Regions from separate parts of the Sus scrofa genome. Here all the other regions are linked to region 3. Evidence: chromatin contacts called from public Hi-C and HiChIP or PLAC-seq data. All regions are on one chromosome and are shown on one strand. Each heading gives the region's core, a stretch centred on a gene start, on an enhancer-like site or on the middle of the called end of the contact. The rest is flanking DNA. Distances are from core to core; before and after follow the strand shown. Region 1 holds the start of SCPEP1 (retinoid-inducible serine carboxypeptidase). Region 2 holds the start of TRIM25 (E3 ubiquitin/ISG15 ligase TRIM25). Region 3 holds the start of DGKE (diacylglycerol kinase epsilon).

Region 1 (4,562 bases), core at 404-2,903, 120 kb before region 3:
TTGCCATAAACTGTGGTGTAGGTCACAGACGCAGCTTGGATCTGGCATTGCTGTGGCTGTGGTGTAGGCCTGCAGCAACAGCTCCGATTGGACCCCTAGCCTGGGAACCTCCAAATGTTGCAGGTGTGGCCCTAAAAAAAAAAAAGGACAAAAGACAAAAAACAAACAACAAAAAAAGAGTAGGTGGGACACATTTTTTTCTTTTTTTTTTCTTTTTGGCCACACCTGCAACATATGGACGTTCCAGGGCCAAGGATCAAACCCAAGCCATAGCAGAGACCTGAGCTACTGCAGTGACAATGCCAGACCCTTAACTCACTGCTCCACAAGAGAGCTGTTAAACACATTTTTCTATTTCACTTCTGCTGACTTAACAACTTCCAAGTATCTTTTTTCTCAAAGACTACTCTGTGGGAAAAAAGGCTGATGTCAAAACGTGATGAGAGAGGAACCCTTGGGGACCGGAGTTTTTCTGTCTCTACTTCCTCCTTTTTTGAATTTCATGTTCCCGTGGCAAGCAAAAGGACAAAAACTGGTCCCAAAAAGGAGAGAAGGGAGTAGATGAGGAGACAATACTATTTTGTAACTTGATAAGGATGGACAACCAGAAAGTGGTTGGATGAACAAAACAGAATAGTTAGAATATTTATTACAGATGTGGCTATAAGGTGCTACATACAAGTAACACAAGATTACAGTTCCCTTGATAATGACAAATAAGGCTTGGTCCCTTTTGACCTAACCCCGAGCACTTCTCCCTTTCCTGCCAGTGATCACTGTTAAAATATGGGGGGCGACCTAGTTGCCATTTCCCTGACACAAGCTGAAGGGTCACGAGATCCCCGTTTTACAGAAGGGAAAGCAAGTTAAGCAACTTGCCTAAGATCACAAGGCAAGTTTATGGCCAGAAGGAATTCTCAGTTCTTGATTCAGGCCAGGAGTCATTTTGCTTGCAAAAAAGACTTAAAATCAATGTGCAAGTCATCCTATTTAACACGAATTTGTTTTTGCCAGAAAGAACTGCGGTGAGGGGAGCTATTATCCTGTCTGTTCTGATCAAACAGAGGAAGAAAGTTTAATCTCAGTGAAATGCCCCACTCGTGGTAGGACTTTTCAGGGCCGTTTGGACCATGTGTTTCAGTTCAGTTCAAAGTAAAAAGACCTTATAACCTCATTTATCAGTCAGTCACGACAGGAAAAGGGAGATGGCCTTAAGAGCATGGAAATCGCATTGATCAGCAGCTTCTCCTAATCTTTGAGAAACTGCTTCTACATAGGTGCGGGGGAAAAAAGGAAGCACAGACCACCTAGGGCCAGAAAATAAAGTAGAAAAAGAACTTTGAATGAAAGAAAAAAAAAAAAAGAGTGAAGTTCAAAAGCAAAATAATTATGCAAAGCAGAAACAAGGGGAAAGGAATATGCTTTAAAAAGCACAAATCCACTAAAAGATTCTCATCCCTGGATAGAGGAGGCACCAGCCGCTGATGGACCTTTTGTCCGAACCTACCGGTGCTCAGGCCCAGAAGCAGCAGTAGCAACGGCACGGGACAGCTCCGCTGCGCCAGCTCCATGGCGAATACCGGGCGTCAGCATCAACTACAAGGCTGGACCCTGCGCCCCACCACGTGATCGTGGAGGGCGGGACAAGGCTGGGCGGGGCCTGGGCGGGTGGGCAGGGGCGGGGTCTGGTCTAGGGGCGGGGCTTATGCGGTGACTTGGGCCAGGAGAGTCCCACGTGCCCTCTGCCAAGCGGGCCCACAGGGATCCGTGCAGCGGCGCCGCCTGGATGTTCTTTTTACCTTACCCGTCTTTCTTTGCCGTTTTGAGGACAAGCAGAAAAGAAGAGGTGTTTAATGCATTGATTTGACCTGGGTTGTGTAACAGGAGTGAGACGCTACAGAAAAATTATCAGGAGGACCGTCCTTCCTGCCCCGCCCATCTCTTCCCTCCTCAACAAAAGACCTGGCATTTCAAACTGCTGCATCTGCCCCAAATCAAGTTAAGCCTGATCAACTGGTCATTGGTAACTGGGGGATTCCATTTTCCCAGATTTATTTTTTAAATTGTTTTTCCTATAACATTACATATATTACGGTCATTTTGGAAAATTGGGAAAATTTTAGATCCTACATAACCATTGTCGGCATTTGGGATTATTTTTTGTCTCTAATGTTTTACATCATCATTTGAAATACAATAATAAAATGTTTTATTCTGTTTTTTTTTTCTCGATAAATTGTTATTGGCCTAATTCTGTGTTGTTAACATTACCTTCACAGCCGTCATTTAAAAGTGGGAATTACAGGTTTGGGAAGGAGAAGGGAGGGAAAGGATGGTAGAGATATTTTCATGTGTGTGTGTGTGTGTGTCTAAAGGTCATTTTTATCTTAGGGTGTCCTGAGTAACTTAACCTCAGCTAGGAAGCAAGCAGGGCTGTATGAGGGACAGATTACTTCTAAATACTCTGTTTCAAAAGTGCACAGGACAGAAAAACAAAGGACAGGTGACATCTCTGCCTTTCCCATCCCCCTCCCTAGCCCTCTGCCCCTGCCATCAAAAACAGAGGTTTTTATCTGCAGCCTTGTGAAATGACAGAGCCCTGGGAATGAAGGGGGACGGTGCTGAGATTTGGGCCAGAAAAAAGAAATATGCAACCAGGTTCTCTTAAGCTTTAATGTGGGGTGCTCCTTGAATGCTTACAATCCTATAATGCTGGTATTGGTGATAGCCTCTGGAAAAAACATTTGAGAGATACACTGTATATAAAAGGTACACCCTTAGGCAAACAGAAGTAACTTCGTAACAAACATTAATCTACACTTTTGGTATCTAAAGATTCAAAGTCTTGCGTTGCCAGGGTCTCACATACACATAACTAGTCCATAGTTAGACTTCTAGAGCTTCACTTTTTCACAGCAAAATAACACTATAATACCTATATTTTTTCAGATGGTATTTTTCATACTGGAATTATTTCTCTAAGGTAAAATAGAAGTGATACTATTACATTAACAGGAGTGATACTATTACATTAAAAGCTGCCAAGGTTATTACAGTCTGCCCTTGCTCACTATTCTACATCTGTGATTTGCACATCTGTGAATTCAACCAACAGTAGATCAAAAATATTTGGAAAAAGGGGGGGGGGGGGGGGGGGGGGGGGGGGGGGGGGGGGGGGGGGGTAGGAAAAATATAGAAAAAAAAAAAAAAAAAAAAAAAAAAAAAAAAAAATTCTAGAAAGTTACTAAAAGCAGAACTGGAATTTGCTGCATTCAGGCAGCTATGTACATAGCATTTACATTGCACAGGCATACCTCGGAGATATGGTTTGGTTCCAGACCACCACAATAAAGGGAATATCACAATAAAGAGAGCCACCCAGGTGTTGGGGTTTCCCAGTGCAATAAAAGTTATGCCTACACTATATTATAGTCTATTAAGTGTGCAATAGCATTATGTCTAAAAAAGGCATATGCCTTGGAGTTCCCATCGTGGCTCAGTGGTTAGTGAATCCGACTAGGAACCATGAGGTTGCAGGTTCAATCCCTGGCCTTGCTCAGTGGGTTAAGGATCTGGCGTTGGCCATGAGCTGTGGTGCAGGTTTCAGATGCGGCTTGGATCCCACGTTGCTGTGGCTCTGGCGTAGGCCAGTGGCTTCAGCTCTGGTTCAACCCCTAGCCTGGGAACCTCCATATGCCACGGGAGTGGCCCCAAAATGGCAAAAAGACAAAAAAAAAAAAAAAAAGTACATGCCTTTGAGTTCTTGCTGTGGTGCAGTGGGTTAATGATCTGTCTTGTCTCTAAGGCATTGCTGCTTTGATCGCTAGCCTGGAATAGTGGGTTAAGGATCTGGCATTGCTACAGCTGTGGCGTAGGTTGCAGATGTGGCTCAGATTCCATCCCCAGCCTAGGAACTTTCAAATGCTGCAGTTATGGTCAAAAACAGGAAAAAAAAAAAAAAAGCACCAACCTTAACTAAAAAAAATTTGGGGGCGTTTCCATGGTGGCTCAGTGGGTTAGTATCTGACTAGCATCAATGAGGATGTGGGTTCGATCCCTGGCCTTGCTCATTGGGTTAACTGGTGGGGGTTGGGAGGAGCTGTGCACTGTGGTATAGATTGCAGATATGGCTCGGATCCTGAGTTCCTGCGGCTGTGGTGTAGGCCGGCAGTTGCAACTCTGATTCGACCCCTAGCCTAGGAACTTCCATATGCCATGGGTACGGCCCTAAAAAGACAAAAAAAAAAAAAAAAAAAAAAAAAAAAAGTCCTTGGAATTCTCTTGTGGCACAGTGGGTTAAGGATCTGCCATTGTCACTGCAGCAGTTCAGGTTGCAGATGTGGTGTGGGTTTGATCCTGGCCTGGGAACTTGCACATGCTGTGGGCATGGCCCAAACCCAAACCCAAACCAAAAAACTTTATTGCTTAAAATAATGCTAATCACTGGAGTTCCCTCATGGCTCAGTGGATTAAGGACCTGGAGTTGTCACTGCTGTGGCACAGGTTTGATCCCTAGCTGGAAAACTTTCACACGCTGTACCCACCGCCAAAAAAAAAAAAAA
Region 2 (4,460 bases), core at 454-2,953, 70 kb before region 3:
CTTGCAGCTACAGCTCTGCCTTCGGTGTCATCTGTGTTTGTCTCCAGATGGCATTTTCCATCTTAATTGATTACAACAGCAAAACTATTTTCAAATAGGGTCATATTTACAGATACCAGGGGTTAGGACTTGAACATATATTTTGGGAGGATACAATTCAGGGCATAATAGTGCCTAATAACAAAGCTTATAATACTTGGGGAGGGGGCACAAATACAAAGTGAGAAGGAGACAAGCTGTTATCATATCGGAGATATTAACATCCTGTCAGTCTCAACCTATTTCAAAAGACAAACATCTTAGGTCGTAGAGCTGGCTCAAATAGAATTGTGTTAGAAATCAGTAACAGTAAGATACCCAGGAAAGTGTTAAATATTTGGAAATGAAGCCATCTCCTTATAAGTAATTACAAATAAATAACAAAGGAAATTAGAAAATATTTTGAGTGGGAGTTCCCGTCGTGGCACAGTGGTTAACAAACCCGACTAGGAACCATGAGGTTGAGGGTTCGATCCCTGGCTTTGCTCAGTGGGTTAAGGATCCAGCCTTGCCGTGAGCTGTGGTGTAGGTTGCAGACGCGTCTCGGATCCCGCGTTGCTGTGGCTCTGGCGGAGGCAGAGGCTACGGCTCCGATTCGACCCCTAGCCTGGGTGGGAATCTCCACATGCCTCGGGAGCAGCCCTAGAAAAGGCAAAAAAAAAAAAAAAAAAAAAAAAAAAAATATTTTGAGTGAAATGATAATGAAAACACATATATCAAAACTTGTGGATGGAGTTCCTGGGTGGTGCAGCAGGGTAAAGATCTGGCGTTGTCAGAGCTGTGGTGCAGATTCAGTCCCTGGCGCTGTAACTTCTGCAGGCCAAGGGAGATTGACAATCTAGATTTATAGTTGTAAACATTTATATTAGAAAAGAAAAAAGTTTAACAGCAGCGATCCAATGTGCCAACTTAACGAATTTGAAAAAGAGCAAATTAAACCAAAAGTAAATAGAAGGAAATAAGAGACATGAGAAGAAATCAATGAAAAAAAGAGCAGAGAAGCCAAAAGTTGGATTTTTGGAAAAAATTAATAAAATCCATAAAATCTATTAGATGGCTTAAGAAAAGAAGGGAAACCCAGATTACTTAGATCAGGAATGAGAGAGCGGTGATTACTACAGATTCTACTGACATTACCCCCGGGTGTGACCCTGCCTGCAGAGATTGAAGGCCGATATGCCAGAGCCCAGGACCAGGGAAGAGGAAGGATGGGGTTTTTTTAAATAAGAAAAGGCAGCGAATACTTTACTGTTCCCACAGTTATTTTTGAAAGACCTGTCTTGATGAGACAGCCTTGCTCGCGGGGGCGGTGGGACAACTTGGGTCTGGACGAGTTTTCGGAAGGAACGGATCAGATCCAGGCGCGTTTGTGCTGTAGTCAGTCCCCTGACTGCTGGGATCCCGGGTTCTCCACGCAACGTGTCAGTTTTCTCATCCGCAGAGGGGCCGTAAGATCCCCCCTGGTGGTCCAGAGTCTCGTCTGAAACCCTGAGCCCAGCGCCCCGTACCCACACTCCGCGGGAGCCACCGGGATTCGAACGTCGCCAGTCGGACCTCAGCGACCCCTGGACCCCGCCCGCCCCGGGACCCCATGGGGCCCGTTCCACCTCCGCGCTCAACCCCACCCTACCCCACGTGACTTCCTGAAAGGCCGGGGGACCGCCCCTCCTGCAGCTCAGTTTCGTTTCCTTGGAGGCATCGGGGCGATAGCGCAGCAGTCGCGGCAGTTCCCGCGCGTCACGTCGGGTCCCCTCACGGAGCGCCATGGCGGAACTGTGCCCCCTGGCCGAGGAGCTGTCATGCTCCATCTGCCTGGAGCCCTTCAAGGTGCCGGTCACCACGCCGTGCGGCCACAACTTCTGCGGGTTGTGCCTGGATGAGACGTGGGCCGTCCAGGGCCCGCCGTACCTGTGCCCGCAGTGTCGCACGGGCTACGAGACGCGGCCGCAGCTGCGCAAGAACACCGTTTTGTGCGCGGTGGTGGAGCAGTTCCTGCAGGCCGAGCAAGCCCGGCCCGCGGTCCTCGACAGCGATGGCTGGACGCCGCCCGCCCGCGCCGCCGCCTCCAGCCCGGCCGGCCAAGTGGCCTGTGACCACTGCCTACAGGCGACCGCCGTCAAGACTTGTCTCGTGTGCATGGCCTCCTTCTGCCAGGAACACCTGAGGCCGCACCTCGACAGCCCCGCCTTCCGGGACCACCCGCTGCAGCCGCCAGTCCGAGACCTGATGCGCCGCAAGTGCCCCCAGCACAACCGGCTTCGAGACTTCTTCTGCCCTGAGCACAGCGAGTGCATCTGCCACGTCTGCCTGGTGGAGCACAAGACCTGCTCGCCTGCACCCCTGAGCCAGGCCAGCACCGACCTGGAGGTAGGAGTGGTGGCCCAGGGCACAGAGGGGCAGCCTGGGGCTACTGGGTTGTGCAGAGGGCACCACAGTGGGCTACCTTGGATCACCCCGGGGCGAGGGAGGGGCCTTGCTGGGCCTGAGATGGGGCAGGGGCTTGGGGGTTTCAGGGTAGAAAGGGGCTGGGAGAAGGTACAAACTTCCTCTCATTCCGGGTTCACCTCCCCTATGCCCACCCCACTCACCCATTTTACAAAGGGAACCACTGAAGACTCATGCTTGCCTTAAGCCTAGCACTTGTCTGATGATGTTTAGAAGAGGGTTTTGAAGGTCAGATATAGTGCTGGAGGTTACCTCTGTTCTCTCAATAAATCCTGATAGCACCTGGGAGGTGGGTACCATGAGTTCCATTTTACAGCTGAGGAAGTGGAGGTTCAGAGAAGGTCATTTAGCCTGAGCTAACCCAAGTGGCCAAGGGGGAATTGAGCTGCCATCTGGGCTGCCTCCACAGTTGCCTTTTCTCCCCATGGACCAGCCTCAAAACCAAGTCCGCAACATTCAGAGTGTGAGACACTTCTGGAGGTTTGTTGGGGGTCATGTGCGAAAAAGCCTTTGGTGAGCCAGAGACTTCTAGTGACCAGGGAGGATCGTGTTGAGTGGAAGGGTGGGCAGCGTCCCAGGAATTCTTGGATATGATGCACAGGGAGAGCCAGACTCTTGCGCCATAGAGCCCTCTCTCCTGCCTGGCCACTTTTCAGTCCGGGATTGGTCTTCATTCCTAAAGCGAGGAGGTGGGGCCAGGTGGATTCTTAAGAGGGCTTTTGGATCTGTGATGCTTTCAGTGGTTTTGGGATCATAATTTCTCCCTGTGGACTCAAGGCAGAGGCTGAAAAGGTGTAGGCAAAGTTTTGTTATCTAAGCTCAAAAGTGAGGCCTGATTTCCTTTCTCTCATGAGGACTTGTTAAGGGGAGCAAGAAGGGCTGTCCTTATGCTGGCAAAGGAGATATAAGCCCTGTGGCACCAGGACCTGGGTGCAGGCCTTGCTCCCAACTGGCCACAGCCCACCCCTGGCCTGGTCTGCTTCTCCAGTCTGCCCTGGGTTCCTGTGGACTTTCTCCCTGAGTCCCAGGAACCAGGCCTCAGGCAGTGCCTGGCCGGTGACTTTGGAGGTACAGTCATCTCAGGTCTGGCCCACCCAGGTCTCCACCTGCTGCAGGGAAGACCCTGGCTGGTCTTTGGAGCCTGGAGCCCTGCTCTGCCCTGCTAGCGGTGGTTCAGGGCAAGTCCCTGTCGTTCTCTGAGCCTCAGTTTCTTCATCTGTAAAATGGGATTCCTAGCATTCCCTCCCCTGTTTTGGGTCGTCTTGAGCTGTGTGGGAAGTGCTTTGTAGGCAGGCCCTACGGGTCAGGCTGCTTAACATGGGCTGTGACCAGAGCTGGATGTTGAGACCTGGGTTTGGATTCTGGCTCTGCTTCCTAGCTGGGAACTCATAAAAGGGGCCAATAGCAATACCTATCTCAGAAGGCTACCGGGAGGATTGAATGAGGCGACCCATAAGCTGCGTTTTACAGTGAATGCTTTGTAGAGCTGCCGTTATCGTTTAAGCTGCTCAGAAATGCCCGGAAGAGAGTTTGCTGTGTGGACGGTGTCAGGCTGCCTGGATCCTCTTTGCCTCAGGGTGTGTGAGCCTGAGTTCTAGGGCAACCCGGCTCCTGTGGAGTGGCCTTCTAGGAAGTTCCGGTCATGGCTTAGCAGTAACGAATCCAGCTAGTATCCATGAGGACATGGGTTCGATCCCTGGCCTTACTCAGTGGGTTAAAGATCTGGCGTTGCCATGAGCTGTGGGGTAGGTCGCAGATGTGGCTCGGATCTGGCATTGCTGTGGCTGTGGTGCAGGCCAGCAGCTACAGCTCCAATTAGACCCCCAGCCTGAGAACTTCCGTATGCTCCTGGTGTGGCCCTAAAAAAAAAAAAAGAAGAGCCCTTCTAGAAGTTTTTGTCTAGGAGGCAGAAGGCAAGTAGGGGCAGAAAGGCCCTTCTCAGCCTGGTGTGGAGCCTCAGCTTCCTCAGCCTGCAG
Region 3 (4,292 bases), core at 1,289-3,788:
TTGTGGGCTAAATCTAAATCTGTGTTAGAATTTGCATTTCTAACAAGTCACTGAGTGACAGTGATGCTGCTGGTCTGGGAAAAACAGGGGCAGGGGGTGAGTAGAAGGGAAGAGATCCCCGGGGAAAGGGCACGAGATGAGTCACTGAGGATGCCTAGCAGCTAGTGAAGAGGAGGATACTTAAGCCCTGAAGAAAAGAAGGGTGGTCGGAAAAAGCTTGATATTTTAAGAAAAACCACAACTAGCCTGATGTTGCTGGTGCATAAAGCTGAATGCAGATGGTGGCGGTAAGACAAGAGGGGCAGGCAGGGTCCAAAAAGCATGAGAACCTCGTGTGCCAGGTTAAGCACTTGGAGTTTATACTGAAAGGCCATCAGCACAAGTGATGTGGGTAACTGAAGGGTTTTAAACCAAGCAGGGACTCCATCAGATATGCATTTCTAGAAAGACCATTTGGTTGGAGAATTAGAGCACTGTGATTATTTAAGAAGTATACGAAATGCAATGAAGATATTTATAGAAGCCATTTTAATCCAATTTTGCACAGACACAAAGAGGGGGAGGAAATAAAATAATACTCAATTCGTGTCTTCTTTCCAACTAATCTCAATTCTCTAAGACTAAAGCTTACCTAGGGAGAGAATTATGAAATTTTTAAAGATACTGATAACCTAGCTTTCACTGATGGCAAAAGGAGATCCAAATTTGAAAGAGAGAACATAAAAATGAATGGTTATAAAACTGCAGATATTTAAAATATATTTCTCGGAAAATTTTTAAGTCTACATCTGATGTGTAAAATTATTTAAGATTTAAAAATAAATGTGGATACTATTAGACCATGCTCATTTAAGAGAAGCACTTTCATTTATTCATTTTTTTGTCTTCGCACCCTCGACATATGGAGGGTCCCAGGCTAGAGGTTGAATCGGAGCTATAGCTGCCAGTCTACACCACAGTTCACGGCAGTGCCGGATCCTTAACCCACTGAGTGAGGCCAGGGATCGAACCTGCATCCTCATGGATACTAGTCGAATTTATTTCTGCTGAGCCATGACAGGAATTCCAAAAAAAGAACATTTAAATAAAATAAAACAGAAACAAAAAAAAGTAACTTGCTATCTCATGCAAGTTCTATTTCTGTTCTTAAATATGTTTAGGGACTTTTCAACTTGTCAGAAACAGGCCAATCACAATGAAGATGTCTAGTCTTAAGGCAGGAGATAAGGCGGGGGGGCTTAGTATTCCTAACCTTGTCCTGGGAGTTAGAAATGCTGGATGCAGTTCTACTTTACCACTGAGTAAAACCCGCTGAACTATAATTCTCTCAAATGTAAAATAAGTTCAAAGAGATAAACTGCAAAGCAGCACCCCCTGCAAAGCAGCACCCCCTTTTATTACCAATCTCTACCATGTGCAAAGGACACCGTCACTTGTTTTCAGACAATGTTTAAGTACCCCAATGTGCTGTCCAGTGTGTATTTAAAAGCTATTAAATTATTCTTGGTTTAAAGTCACTTGTCTAAGATGCTAGTCCTGAAAGACCATCTGGCAAAAGGAATATCACTTTAAGTGTTCTTTTAGAGTACATTTCACTAGGGCACCAAACCTATATTAGATACTTAAAGGGCTGACCTGGAATGAAACTTGTTTTCATTGTACATTCACAATGCAACACACAAGATGAATCAGTCTTGTGACTCTAGTGAAAAGATAATTTGTCCATACTTCATTTTTCCTTATGCAAAATGGAGCCTGAGTCAGTAGTAACAAAAGCTAGGATATAACATACAGTGCCTACAAAGTGGGCAGCACTTAGACTGCCTGGATGAAAGTCAAGAACCAAGTTTTATTTTTACCAAAAACGGCAGGTTGGCTAAGGAGTGTAGCCTAGATGCACCATCTCACAAATGACTTCTGCCAAGCTGCCTCGATCTACAATATCAGGGCTATTTATTAGCTTGTTTCCTCAAAGTGGCCAGTTTAGGCCATTTGTGGAGATCAAAGCAGGCCTCTATGCCCACTCGTAGAATCCTGACCCCACCAAGCATTCTGTAACAATCAGTACCCACAAAGGCCGTACCTGTAATCACAGAGCTTGGGTTGACTGCCGCACTGCTGCTTGCAAACCACACAGTAACTGCACAGGGGGACATTACCCCGGATCCAGTGGTGGTGCATGGCGTCCAGGGCCCTGCTGTCATTCTTGAGCATGATCTCCTTGCAGTGGAAACGCTTGTCGGCCTTCTTGAGGCAGCCCTCGTCCACGCGCAGCCCGCAGCAGTCGCAGAAGGCGCCCTGCAGGATGTGCTGCGCGCACACACAGCAGTAGGTGGGATGGCTGAACAGGTCCGTGTCGCGCCACCCGTGCTTACTCTTGCGGAAGATGTCCCTGCGGTGCAGCTGCCGGCGCGATCGCTGGAGGCTGCACCAGAAAGTGATGAACACCGGCAGCAACACCGAGCACAGCGTGTACAGGACCAGGTGCCCGTCCGCGAACAGGCCCTGGTAGGGCGCCGGCCGCTGCTCCCCTTCCATCTTCTCCAAGGTCGATTTCTAACTAGAAGAAACACGGGCAGGTCCACTTTGGGATCGCTGACCCCGTCCTCCTCTCTTCCCTGCCTTTTAGGGGATCCTGAGGTCGCCGTCTGTCCAGGTGGTTTCGCTCTAAGGAGCGGCACGCGCACCTTCTTCTCCGCAGGGCAACCCCAGAGGCTCCGGGTCGCCGGGCCGCGGACCTGCCGCGCAGAGGGGGTGGCACCCAGCGCTTGTCACGCTTCGTCCCCTCCCTCCCCCTCGGCCCCGGCCGCCGCCTCCTCACCTCCCCCGGCACCGGAAAGGGCGCAATCACAACATATGGGGAGCTCCGCACGGAGGAGCTGGCGTGAAGCTCTGGGCTTTGGGCGCGACGGCACGCGTGGGCCGCGCGGCGCCGGCCAGCTTCTGTAACGGTTAGTCCAGGCCTGCTCGCCTCTCCCCGGCGCCGGGAAGCAAACAGACATCTCCGACCGCTTCGGGCCGGGCACCGCCTCCCGCCCGCCAGCCCCTGCCCACCGCCCAGTCCCGCCCATCTCGCGAGGCCTCGGGGACCAGGGCCTCCGCCGCGCCCGCCCCTCCGGCCCTACCTCGTCTCGGGTAGTCGCGCGGCCCGTGGGCCAGGCCTCGGGCCTTCCTTCCGTCCTAGCGGCTCCGCTAGACCTGCCAGGCTTAGGGACCGACGTCAATGAAGAGGCCGGCCCCACTGTGGCGGCGGGCGGGGGCGGGGCCTGCGGCGAGAGCTCCGGGGCTCAGCGGAGGTGGGAGGTGCGAAGAAAAGGCTGAGGGGCCGTAGGGGGCGGGGCCTTGGGGAGAGGGAGGAGCTTGAGCGAGAGGGGCGGATCTGTGGGCGTGGCTTAGGTAGAACTGTGGGCTGGGTAACAATAAGGTGGGAATGCCAGAGCTGATGGTGAGTTGAGATCTCTAAGTCTAATCATAGAATGTTCTAACATGAATGATATACACAGGAGGAGTTAAGTTTGCATAAGCCCTTCTCCTTACTGCCTGGGAGAGGTGGAGCTGGTACGGTTTTAAACATTGAAAAGGAGAAAACTGGAAGTTTCGAGAGTTTGATATCTTGATAGAATGGGACAATCCCAGGCAAAAAATTGATAGCTGTCACCTCCGCTCTCGCTAGTTACTTATTAAACACATAATATCTGAGGACTTACTGTGTGCCAAGTACTTGCGAGAAGCCCCAGCTCTCCCAGAGCGGCAGGCCTGTTGAAACATGCCTACAGGAAGAATTTTTTGGCGCCATTCGTAATGGCTTACTGCATCCCAGCTTCCATTTCTGCACTTACTAGGCGCCTTGCTAAATTTATCACCCCCCTTTTATGGATGAGGCAAACCGAGTACAGAGAGGTTGAGAAACATGCTTGATGTCACAAAGTCAATGTTGGGACTCAGAGCCCTTTATTTAACTTAATCATCCAAGTTAGCTTGAATCTAAACCATCAAAGAGAGATTTTTCTCTTGTTTTGTTACTTTTCTAAGAAACTTTCCCTGGAGATTTAGTTAAAATGCAGATTCTGATTCCCCTTTTCAGGAAGAGGCCTGAGAGTCTGCATTTCCTCCCTCCCCCCCCTTCTCTCCCCCTCTTTCTTTGCCGTGACCGTGCAGGCAGAAGTTCCCAGCCAAGGATGGAAACTGAGCCACAGCAGTGACAATGCCAAATCCTTAACTGCTAGACCACCAGGGAACTCCCAGAAAGTCTGCATTTCTAGTAACTGGGCAAGGGATGCTGATGCTAATAG

Evidence for each region. A called contact is a pair of places that touch in the nucleus more often than the background predicts. HiChIP or PLAC-seq counts read pairs in DNA pulled down with a chosen protein or histone mark.
Region 1: an H3K27ac HiChIP or PLAC-seq map of alveolar macrophages shows a contact between it and region 3. The contact joins the promoter of SCPEP1 here to the promoter of DGKE in region 3. A contact is called at or near these places in 1 of 5 promoter capture datasets (liver), 3 of 47 Hi-C or Micro-C datasets (heart right ventricle, liver and skeletal muscle) and 1 of 2 datasets of contacts at active chromatin or transcription factors (alveolar macrophages).
Region 2: a Hi-C map of liver shows a contact between it and region 3, with 3 times the contacts expected there. The contact joins the promoter of TRIM25 here to the promoter of DGKE in region 3. A contact is called at or near these places in 2 of 5 promoter capture datasets (fetal liver and liver), 13 of 47 Hi-C or Micro-C datasets (alveolar macrophages, embryonic fibroblasts, heart right ventricle and 6 more) and 2 of 2 datasets of contacts at active chromatin or transcription factors (alveolar macrophages and skeletal muscle).

What each region holds. Positions count from the first base shown.
Region 1 is chr12:33,262,600-33,267,161 of Sscrofa11.1, reverse strand. SCPEP1 (retinoid-inducible serine carboxypeptidase) reads right to left here and starts at 1,653. Exons shown (of 13, transcript XM_005656968.3): 1 at 1,508-1,653. The coding sequence starts at 1,571.
Region 2 is chr12:33,209,683-33,214,142 of Sscrofa11.1, reverse strand. It overlaps TRIM25 (E3 ubiquitin/ISG15 ligase TRIM25), which reads left to right and starts at 1,703. Exons shown (of 9, transcript XM_005656971.3): 1 at 1,703-2,406. The coding sequence starts at 1,804. LOC110256032 (a long non-coding RNA gene) reads right to left here and starts at 1,651. Exons shown (of 3, transcript XR_002337192.1): 1 at 1,315-1,651; 2 at 1-61.
Region 3 is chr12:33,140,453-33,144,744 of Sscrofa11.1, reverse strand. DGKE (diacylglycerol kinase epsilon) reads right to left here and starts at 2,538. Exons shown (of 8, transcript NM_001167645.1): 1 at 2,084-2,538. The coding sequence starts at 2,538.